2 separate regions of the Lactuca sativa genome follow, and region 2 is linked to region 1. The links are chromatin contacts, called in public Hi-C maps. All regions are on one chromosome and are shown on one strand. The core of a region is the stretch at or near the end of the contact, and the rest is flanking DNA. Distances in the headings are between cores, read along the strand shown.

What was found. A called contact is a pair of places that touch in the nucleus more often than the background predicts.
Region 2: a contact with region 1 is called in a Hi-C map of leaf, with 6 times the contacts expected there. The contact joins the promoter of LOC111918289 here to the promoter of LOC111915581 in region 1. A contact is called at or near these places in 2 of 4 Hi-C or Micro-C datasets (leaf and seed).

The regions. Positions count from the first base shown.
Region 1 is chr8:153,949,681-153,954,650 of Lsat_Salinas_v11, reverse strand. LOC111915581 reads right to left here and starts at 1,983. Exons shown (of 3, transcript XM_023911232.3): 1 at 1,428-1,983; 2 at 386-442. The coding sequence starts at 1,928.
Region 2 is chr8:154,589,348-154,593,646 of Lsat_Salinas_v11, reverse strand. It overlaps LOC111918289, which reads right to left and starts at 2,104. Exons shown (of 13, transcript XM_042897132.2): 1 at 1,956-2,104; 2 at 1,599-1,718; 3 at 1,198-1,287; 4 at 994-1,095; 5 at 769-849; 6 at 554-672; 7 at 339-440; 8 at 136-252. The coding sequence starts at 1,970.

The DNA of each region.
Region 1 (4,970 bases), core at 734-3,233:
CTAACCGGTCACTAACATAGCATCATCCTATAATCAGGACAATCATGTGCACATAGACATCATATAATACTAACATGTATATATATATATATATATATATATATATATATATATATATATATATATATATAACAGTTAAACCGACCTAACAGATCACAAAGCATAGCAATAATCCTATAAGCAGGATATCGACCTAACAGGTCACTAACATAGCATCATCCTATTTACCAGGATACCGACCAAACCGAGCCACTAAAGCATAGCATAACACCACCTAACTACCAGGATATAAATTAGTATGCATAAAATCCAATAATTCGAATACAATCCATAAAGGGCCGGCCTTGGTGCCTTAGACCCTGTTGATATAGTGAGGAGAACTCACCTGGCACTGCTGAAGTCTCCCAGGTACGCTCCAACTGCTGATTGACAGATTCCCGAACTGTCAACATCAAACAATACCCAATTAATAATTGGGTTCCAAGCTAAAGTCAAACTCACACTACAAAAGCCCAAAGGTCAAGTAATAGGCCAAGGCCCAACATATGGCCCGATCTTCCAAATTAGACCCAAGTCCTCACATGGGCCTTATCCTAAAGCCCATCTAATTACTTTGGTCTATTAACTTGTTCTTGGATGGTCCATCAATAGTCTAACCACCAAAACCCTATAGGAAGGCCCAAGTGAAATTAGGGTTTCACATAAAATGACAACTAGGGTTAAGTGTTTCTCACTTAACCCATTAAGGACATAATCCATTAAGCCCCTCACTTTACTAAATAAGTCATATGGTGTGATTGGGCTTAATACACAATTCCTTTCCAATCGCCCAAAAGTGGGTCCCGATAAGTCCAAGCCCATAATCCCAAAATTAGGGTTTTCAAATGAAATGATGATTACGGTTAAGTGTTTCTTACTTAACCCATTAAGGACATAATCCAATAATGACTTACTCCAATAAGGACTTAATCCATTAAGTCCATTATTGCCATAGATTAATTTTCCAATGATTATTATTTAATATCTCAAGTTATTAAATAATTCCCGCATGTGTGTGTGCGGATTGATTTCCACAATTTAGGGTTTTATGCTATTAGGGTTTTCCAACACAATACTAGCCCATTAGTCCATTGATTGGGCTTTTAGGTCACATTGGGCCTTATTAAGCCCATTAGGATTACCATTGGGCCTACTAGGGTTTCTTTGAGCCCATTAGGGTTTCATTGGTCCCACATTGTCCAAGCATCCCCCAAACGAGGTCCAAACGCAATCAAAGCACACCGCCACCCGACACGGCGGCCAGTGGCGGTGGGAGGCGGTAGCCACCACCATACTGTGGTGTTTAGGGTTTCTTTCCATTATCCTTTATCGATTATATCATACAACAGAAAACTCTATTAACACACACACTAAGCTAACACACACACCCTCCATGGCGGCCTTGAGGTGGCAGCCATTGTGGTTCTTCCTTGACTTTTCTCCGGCAGCAACAACCCGACACATCCAAACTTGCGAGACACGCTGAAACACACACCCACTTCACACACACCCCCTACTGCCCAGAAAATAAACCCAACATCCACTGAGGTGGGTGGTGAAGGCGGCAGTATAAGAGAATGACAACAGCGACGACAACCCTTCAGCTGCTTGGGCGGTGGTGGTCGACATAGAAGAACGGTATCGACACACACCTGATATGCAAGGCATGACACAACCACCCATTTGGTGGCATCCGACGGACCAGACGACTGGCATAACGACGGCACAACGGGTTTCATCGACTCTCGCGGTTCTCCAGCAGCAGCGTCGCAATGGCAACTATCAACAATAGCGTAGCGGTCAGCGACGCTTAATGGCGGGGCAGCAGATGTCCCCATTTGATCGGAATATCGAACGAAATGGAGGTGGTGGCAGCCGACTTCATGCATGGCGGCTGGAGGACTTCCGTTGATGCGGACGTCCGCCGACAAGGCAGCAAATGTTGAAGGTCATCACTAGCCCAATAGAATCATGTTATTGTCTAGAAGAAGTTAGCATGTTCTAGAATGATCTGGAAGATTCTAGAACATTATGGAATACTATGGAGGAGTGTTGAAGATGCTGGAAGATTCTAGAATACTCTAGAATGAGATGGAAGACCCTGGAAGGCTATGGAACATTCTAGAACACTATGGAAGACACAAGAATGTCTATACTTATCTAGGACATTATAGAACATTCTAGAAACATATAAAAGCTTGTAATAGATATAGAATATGGTAGATAGTTCTAGAATAGCCATGAATGTATGTAGATCTAGAAACTTCCTATAAGGAGGTGGAAACACCTATAAATAGGTGTGGAGCTCATTTGCTCCAAACAATCCCAACATCCAAGTATCCAAGAAAGCCTCAAAGAAAGCAAAGTGTGTAGTAGTCTCACAAAGTGTGAGTTCTCCTTAAGTGTCTTAATAAAAGTCTTGTTGTTTCCCATATAAAAGAGTCGTGTTCAACAATCTGGTATCAGAGCAAGGTTTCTTGATAGTGAGAACGAGTGATTCTCGTTGTATCGTGAGTAGTTTGTGACTCTGCAAGTTTAGTATCGAAACTAGCTTGTTTGGTATTACCGAGGTACTGCCAACACGATGGGTGATCTCCAAGTCGTCGGAGGAATCAAGAAACTCAACAACAACAACTACAAAACGTGGGAAACATGTATGAAGTCCTACTTACAAGGACAAGATCTATGGGAGGTCGTTGGTGGAAGCGAAACTACGCCACCAGAGGAAGACGTTAATGGTGCTTTGCGCAAATGGAAAATCAAAGCAGGCAAAGCAATGTTTGCCTTGAAGACCACAATCGAAGAAGAGATGTTAGAGCATATTCGGGATGAGAACACCCCGAAAGAAGCTTGGGACAGGTTTGTGACGCTTTTCTCAAAGAAGAATGATACGAGACTACAACTTTTGGAGAACGAGCTATTATCAATCTCACAACGTGACATGACGATTGCTCAATATTTCCACAAGGTCAAGTCGATATGTCGGGAGATTACTAAACTAGATCCGCAATCCGTCATTGCAGAAGCTCGAATGAAGAGGATCATTATCCATGGACTGAGGCCGGAATATAGAAGCTTTATTACTGCTGTACAAGGATGGCCCGTTCAACCATCACTTGTAGAGTTTGAGAATTTGTTGGCCAGCCAAGAAGCTATGGCTAAGCAAATGGGAGGCATCACGCTGAAGAGTGAAGAAGAAGCACTCTACACAAGTAAAAGTCGGAGGAATTTCAAGCCACCTTCTAAAGAAGCATACAAAAATGCTGACAAAGGAAAGAGTCAACCAGGAACCTCACAACCATGGAGATCTCAAAAGATCGACAATAAGAGTTCTTGGGGGAGGAGGTTCGAAGGCAACTGCAACAATTGTGGAAAGTGGGGCCACATGTCCAAGGATTGTTGGTCAAAGAAAAAGTCTGTTGAAAGCAATGTAGTAACTTCCAAAAAGGAAGTAGAGGATGAATGGGATGCTGAGGCACTATGTGCTATAGAAGAGAATAAGACTAAAAGAGGAAGGCTAATGTTCGTGGATGCCAGGGTAAATGGAGGATACACCAAGGCATTGGTAGATACAGGTGCATCTCATAATTTCCTTGCTAAAGATGAAGCTAAGAAGTTGGGCATCAAATACACCAAAAATCCAGGCCGGTTGAAAGTCGTCAACTCTTTATCCAAGCCTATCATTGGTGTTGCATATGGAGTACCTCTTAAGATAGCAGAATGGGAAGGCACCATAGACTTAACAGTGGTGCATATGGATGACTATCGTATGGTAATGGGAATGGATTTCCTAGACAACGTACGACCCTGGTCATTTGAAAGAGATGATACCATGCGTATCACTAAGGGTTCAATAATTCACATTGTACCCTTGAAGAGAAATAGGATTGGATCCCAAATCCTATCAACTATGCAACTCGACAAAGGTCTCAAGAAGAGTGAGGCAAAGTTTATGACAGCCTTGAAGGAGGAAATTGTTCCCTCAAAGATGGACATTCCGAAGGAGAAGAAGAACATAATGCCACTAGGGTTACATAAAAACTTGCATCTTAGACGAAAAGTGGAACATGTGATGGAGAAACCGGATAAGGTGAATAAGAAGAAAAACACATTAATTCGTAAGAGCAAAGTAAAATCTCTCAACCAAGCAACATCTAAACGAGATGATCAGATCAATAAGGGATCACGTCATAACATGTTAATATTACAGGAATTTTCCAGGGCTTGTAAAAGGGACACCCCACATGCTTACAAGTTCTCCAACGGTAGGCATAAGAAACTATATAAGAGAGTTCAACGGGGTCACGGACAATATTATGGTGCAATAAAAGGCAACCACGAATGTCGTTGTCAACTATGGAAGCAATATATGAAGCAACGACTGCAACAACTAAGGAAAAACAAAACATGTGGAAAAGAAAAAGTTCTCAAGTAAGAAGTCAATATGAAACATATCAAGACTAATGACCAAGTAGCAAATGGAGTTCATAAAGGGTTAAGTACTAACAAATATGAGGGCTTTAATTATCAGCTCAACATGGTACAACGAATAGGGGCTAGTGCTGAGGGGGAGTGTTGAAGGTCATCACTAGCCCAATAGAATCATGTTATTGTCTAAAAGAAGTTAGCATGTTCTAGAATGATCTGGAAGATTCTAGAACATTATGGAATACTATGGAGGAGTGTTGAAGATGCTGGAAGATTCTAGAATACTCTAGAATGAGATGGAAGACCCTGGAAGGCTATGGAACATTCTAGAACACTATGGAAGACACAAGAATGTCTATACTTATCTAGGACATTATAGAACATTCTAGAAACATATAAAAGCTTGTAATAGATATAGAATATGGTAGATAGTTCTAGAATAGCCATGAATGTATGTAGATCTAGAAACTTCCTATAAGGAGGTGGAAACACCTATAAATAGG
Region 2 (4,299 bases), core at 855-3,354, 640 kb before region 1:
TATGTAGTTTTACACATTTCAAAAGCTTACAACTATTTTTTCTAAACAATTTTGCACAAATAAAAGCTACACTTTCCGGCTAGTTTTTGTCAAACTCACCGTTAAAGTTAAATGTGATAAGATTAACATTTCTACCTGTGTACGGTTGATCCACTTTCTCGCGATGTCATTTCATGATGCACCTCTGATTTTTCAGGATCGAGTGCTGGCTGAGATATATGAAGCCCTTCATTTTTTATTATCGATAAGTATCTGCATCATTAGAATCACTATAAATCACCTTCATTTGCTTACTATTGTTCATTTTAGGGTTTAGGGTTTAGGGACAAATGAAGAACCTTCCCGCGTCAAAATTTTGTACACCAAGATCTTCATCCCAAAGGAAAATGTAAGCGTATTCTGAGACAACATCCGGGTGCAAGAACCTCTTAGCAAACCACCTAAGCCATCCATAGGCAAGAATCAATTACCACATTTGAATATATAATAATTTTGGAAGCTGATTCGTACACAACAGTATAATCACAAAATCATCCAGTGGGAAAATTCTTACCATTTTGTTTGGCTAATAGCTGAAATATGTATGACACGACTACTCCATTCTAGATCCTTCCATTCATCCACAATCCCATCATAATGGAATAGCATAATCACAAAATCATCCGATGGGAACTAATTTTGAACACAAATGATTTGTCTCAAAGCAAGTTATGAATCTGTTCACGACTATATATATATATAGCGCTTAATTATTACTAAATCAATCACCTTCTTAATCATTTCATTGACATTTTCTTTTTGCTTCATCCCAACCGCCATAGCCAACAAGCTCATTGGTGACTTCACGTTCTTCTGGTAAATAATATAGAACTAGTTATAACTTATAAGGGAGAGATGAAGTGGTACATATTGGTTAAAAATAAGATTTTAGCGACAGTGAATTAGTTGGAAATTTGTTACTGAGGCCTTATTTTCTAGTAGAGTTATACATACCCTCTTCTTACGAGGGCCCCATAATGGCCGCATCTCTAGATCAGATGTTTTTGACACGATTCCTTTAGGCAACGCTTCACTTCCATCACGACTGCATTGATTCTTGAAAAAAATAAAAATAAAGATCAACTTTTATATCTTTACATGTGATATTGTCAAGAAAGTTAAAGAGTAATCATACATATTTATACAAAAGTGTCAAACCTCGCATATGTTTATTGGTGTAACTTGTAGAGCCTCAGGCTTTCGTAGTTCTGGAGATCTCTGAACCAAGATTGCCCGTAAGTTTGGGAACTTATCAAATCAAAGGATACCATATGAGTAATTAATATGAAGATTCATCAATGATAATTAATCAAAAAGTCGCTATTAGAATATTTTTCCTGGTTCTTTCTACATTAAGTAAAAAACAATCCATACATACATTTCTTTATTACGTCGTAGAGACAAAAGGGTAAACTTATCATCTATTGACGTATCACATCACATATATATCCAAGCATCATTTTAAAAGATACATCACCAAAGCTATTATGTGAACTCAAACCCATAAGTTTTTTAGTTAGTAGTCTAGACTAGATGAAAGATTTGAAAACGATGTCTACCTGTTTATGATCTATGACAATTAGTGCACTTGCTATAAAGAAAGCCATGGAGACTAATATAGCACCAAGAAGAGGGCTGCATAGTAATGATTTTTGCCTCTTGATCATAGGCATTGCTACCTGATACATTACATAAAGGGATTAATAGATTAGGATGAAGTTTTACAAGAACATTTTGAGTATTATATCTAACAAAAAGAAACAACTCCATTAAGACATCTTATGTTCTAATACAAAATCTTCAGTTTTTCCAAATATTTTGAGTATGTAGCGTAAAAAATGTGCAAAGAGATTAAGATGTAATAAGCAATTGGTGGAATGATCTGCTTCAGATTTAATCAAAGATTAGCAACTTACAGAAGTGTTCTTCATAATCAGCTTATATATGGAGCTCCAAAGAAGATGAAACTTTGAGTTGAATAATGGGATCAAAGATCAAAAAGTATATGCAGAAACATATGTATATACTATATACATAGAAAGAGAGAATGGAATGAATGAATGAATCTTGACTTTTAAAGTCAAAAAAGGAGAAGTGGAAGTTGAACAGAAGAGAGCACCTTTGCTTAGAATTGGGGAAAATAAGTGCGATTTTACCGGCAAAATTTAATAGGTAGTCTTTTCCTTATTTTTTTTAATAAAATATTCTAATGTTTTATTAATTTCAGCTAAATCATTTTTTAATTAATCAAATTTCTTACCAGAAATTATTAGTATGGGTTCTTATAAGTCTTTTTTTTTTCTCCATGTCCTTTTGTCTCCAGTTGATTTGTACATGGTACTATGGTAGTTAATCTGATTGACTGATATTGTTAGATTATATAAATGAAGAATGTGAAAAAGTATAAAAAAGTTCAATTTTATACTCTAAGAAAAAAATCTGGTTTCCTTGTGTAAAAATAAATACAGTTTTGGATGTTAACATAAAACAAAATGTTTGATTTTTAATGTATTAAAATGACATAATATTGTAAATGCATGATATATTTTTTTAAAGTATGAATAAAAATTGTTATGTATAAATTATTTTCCTTATATAAGGCATGGCTTCCGATCCCACCTTTTATTTGTTGTTTAGTGCATCAGATGTGTTAAACAAAATTTTCCAATTTAATTTATTCGATAGACCTTTTACAAAATCTAGTCTAGAAAAAATATAATATACGACTTAATATTTAATCAAATATTTAAAGCATCATTTAGTAAAAATAAATAAAATACTTTCAAACCAAGACTGAAGTTATTAAATTAGTTTCCATAAAAAGAAAATTATAATTATGGATATCATTAAATATACATATAATTATGAAAATCATTTAATATCTATATTTATTTAATTAAATAATAATTTAATTTTACTAAATTTTTATTAGTGCATTCTAGCACGATAAATATAAGAAACAAATTAACATATATATATATATATATATATATATATATATATATATATATATATATATATATATATATATATATATATATATATATATATATATATATATATATATATATATATATATATATATATATATATATATATATATATATATATATATATATATATATATATATATAGGGTTAGGTTCATGTGAGACGGCCTAATTTTGTGAGACCGTGAGACGCATTTATTTATTTATTTTTTATTTTTTTTTAGTTAAATCAAGTTCCGAAAAATAATATTTAAAAAAAGAAATTTTGGATTTTTCCATTTATTTTGCATTTTAAAATTATTTTTTAGAATATGTACAATGTAATATTCTATTAAAATATTTCACGTATTTAAAAAAAAAACGGGATTTTTTTTATTTATTTTATTTAGTTAATTCAAGTTGCGAAAATAATATTTAAAAAAAGAATTTTTAGATTTTTTCATTTATTTTGCATTTTAAAATTGTTTTTTAGAATATGTACAGTGTAATATTCTATTAGAATATTTCACGTATTTTTCAAAAAAAAAAAACGGGATTTTTTTTGTTTTATTTTATTTTTTGTTTTATTTTTATTTTTTTTAGTTAATTCAAGTTCCGAAAATAATATTTAAAAAAAGAATTTTTGGATTTTTCTATTTCTTTTGCATTTTAAAATTATTTTTAGATTTAATCTCACGGTCTCTCAAAAATAGAATGGTTTCAAATGAACCTAAACCTATATATATATATATATATATATATATATATATATATATATATATATATATATATATATATATATATATATATATATATATATATATATATATATATATATATATATATATATATATGGAAAAATGAATATACCCTTAAGGGTATATGATCTTTAGATACCCAATCCATAAAAACTACGTAGTTTTGATTAGTTGTTTAATTTTCTGGAAAAAAGTATTCCTTAAACACTACATCTTTCCTTATTCACGATAACAACACAACTCAATTCCTCTTTGATTTCCTGCTTCAATTATCGCCTGGTTGTGAAAGAAAATAAAATTGTCATACAATCATTAACAGGAAGCCGTCATTCTTATATCAAAGGATCAATTTCTACTTTCCACTTCATCCATTTTCTTTTTCTCTGTTAATTACTTATTTAAGTTATAAATTTGAGTTTTTACCTTCGAACTTAACCTAAAATTCCATGGCATGACATTTCATTTGCAGTTTTTTATTCCTTTATTAGTTACATATATCTTTATTAGAATACTGAGATTCAAATGGATTTAATC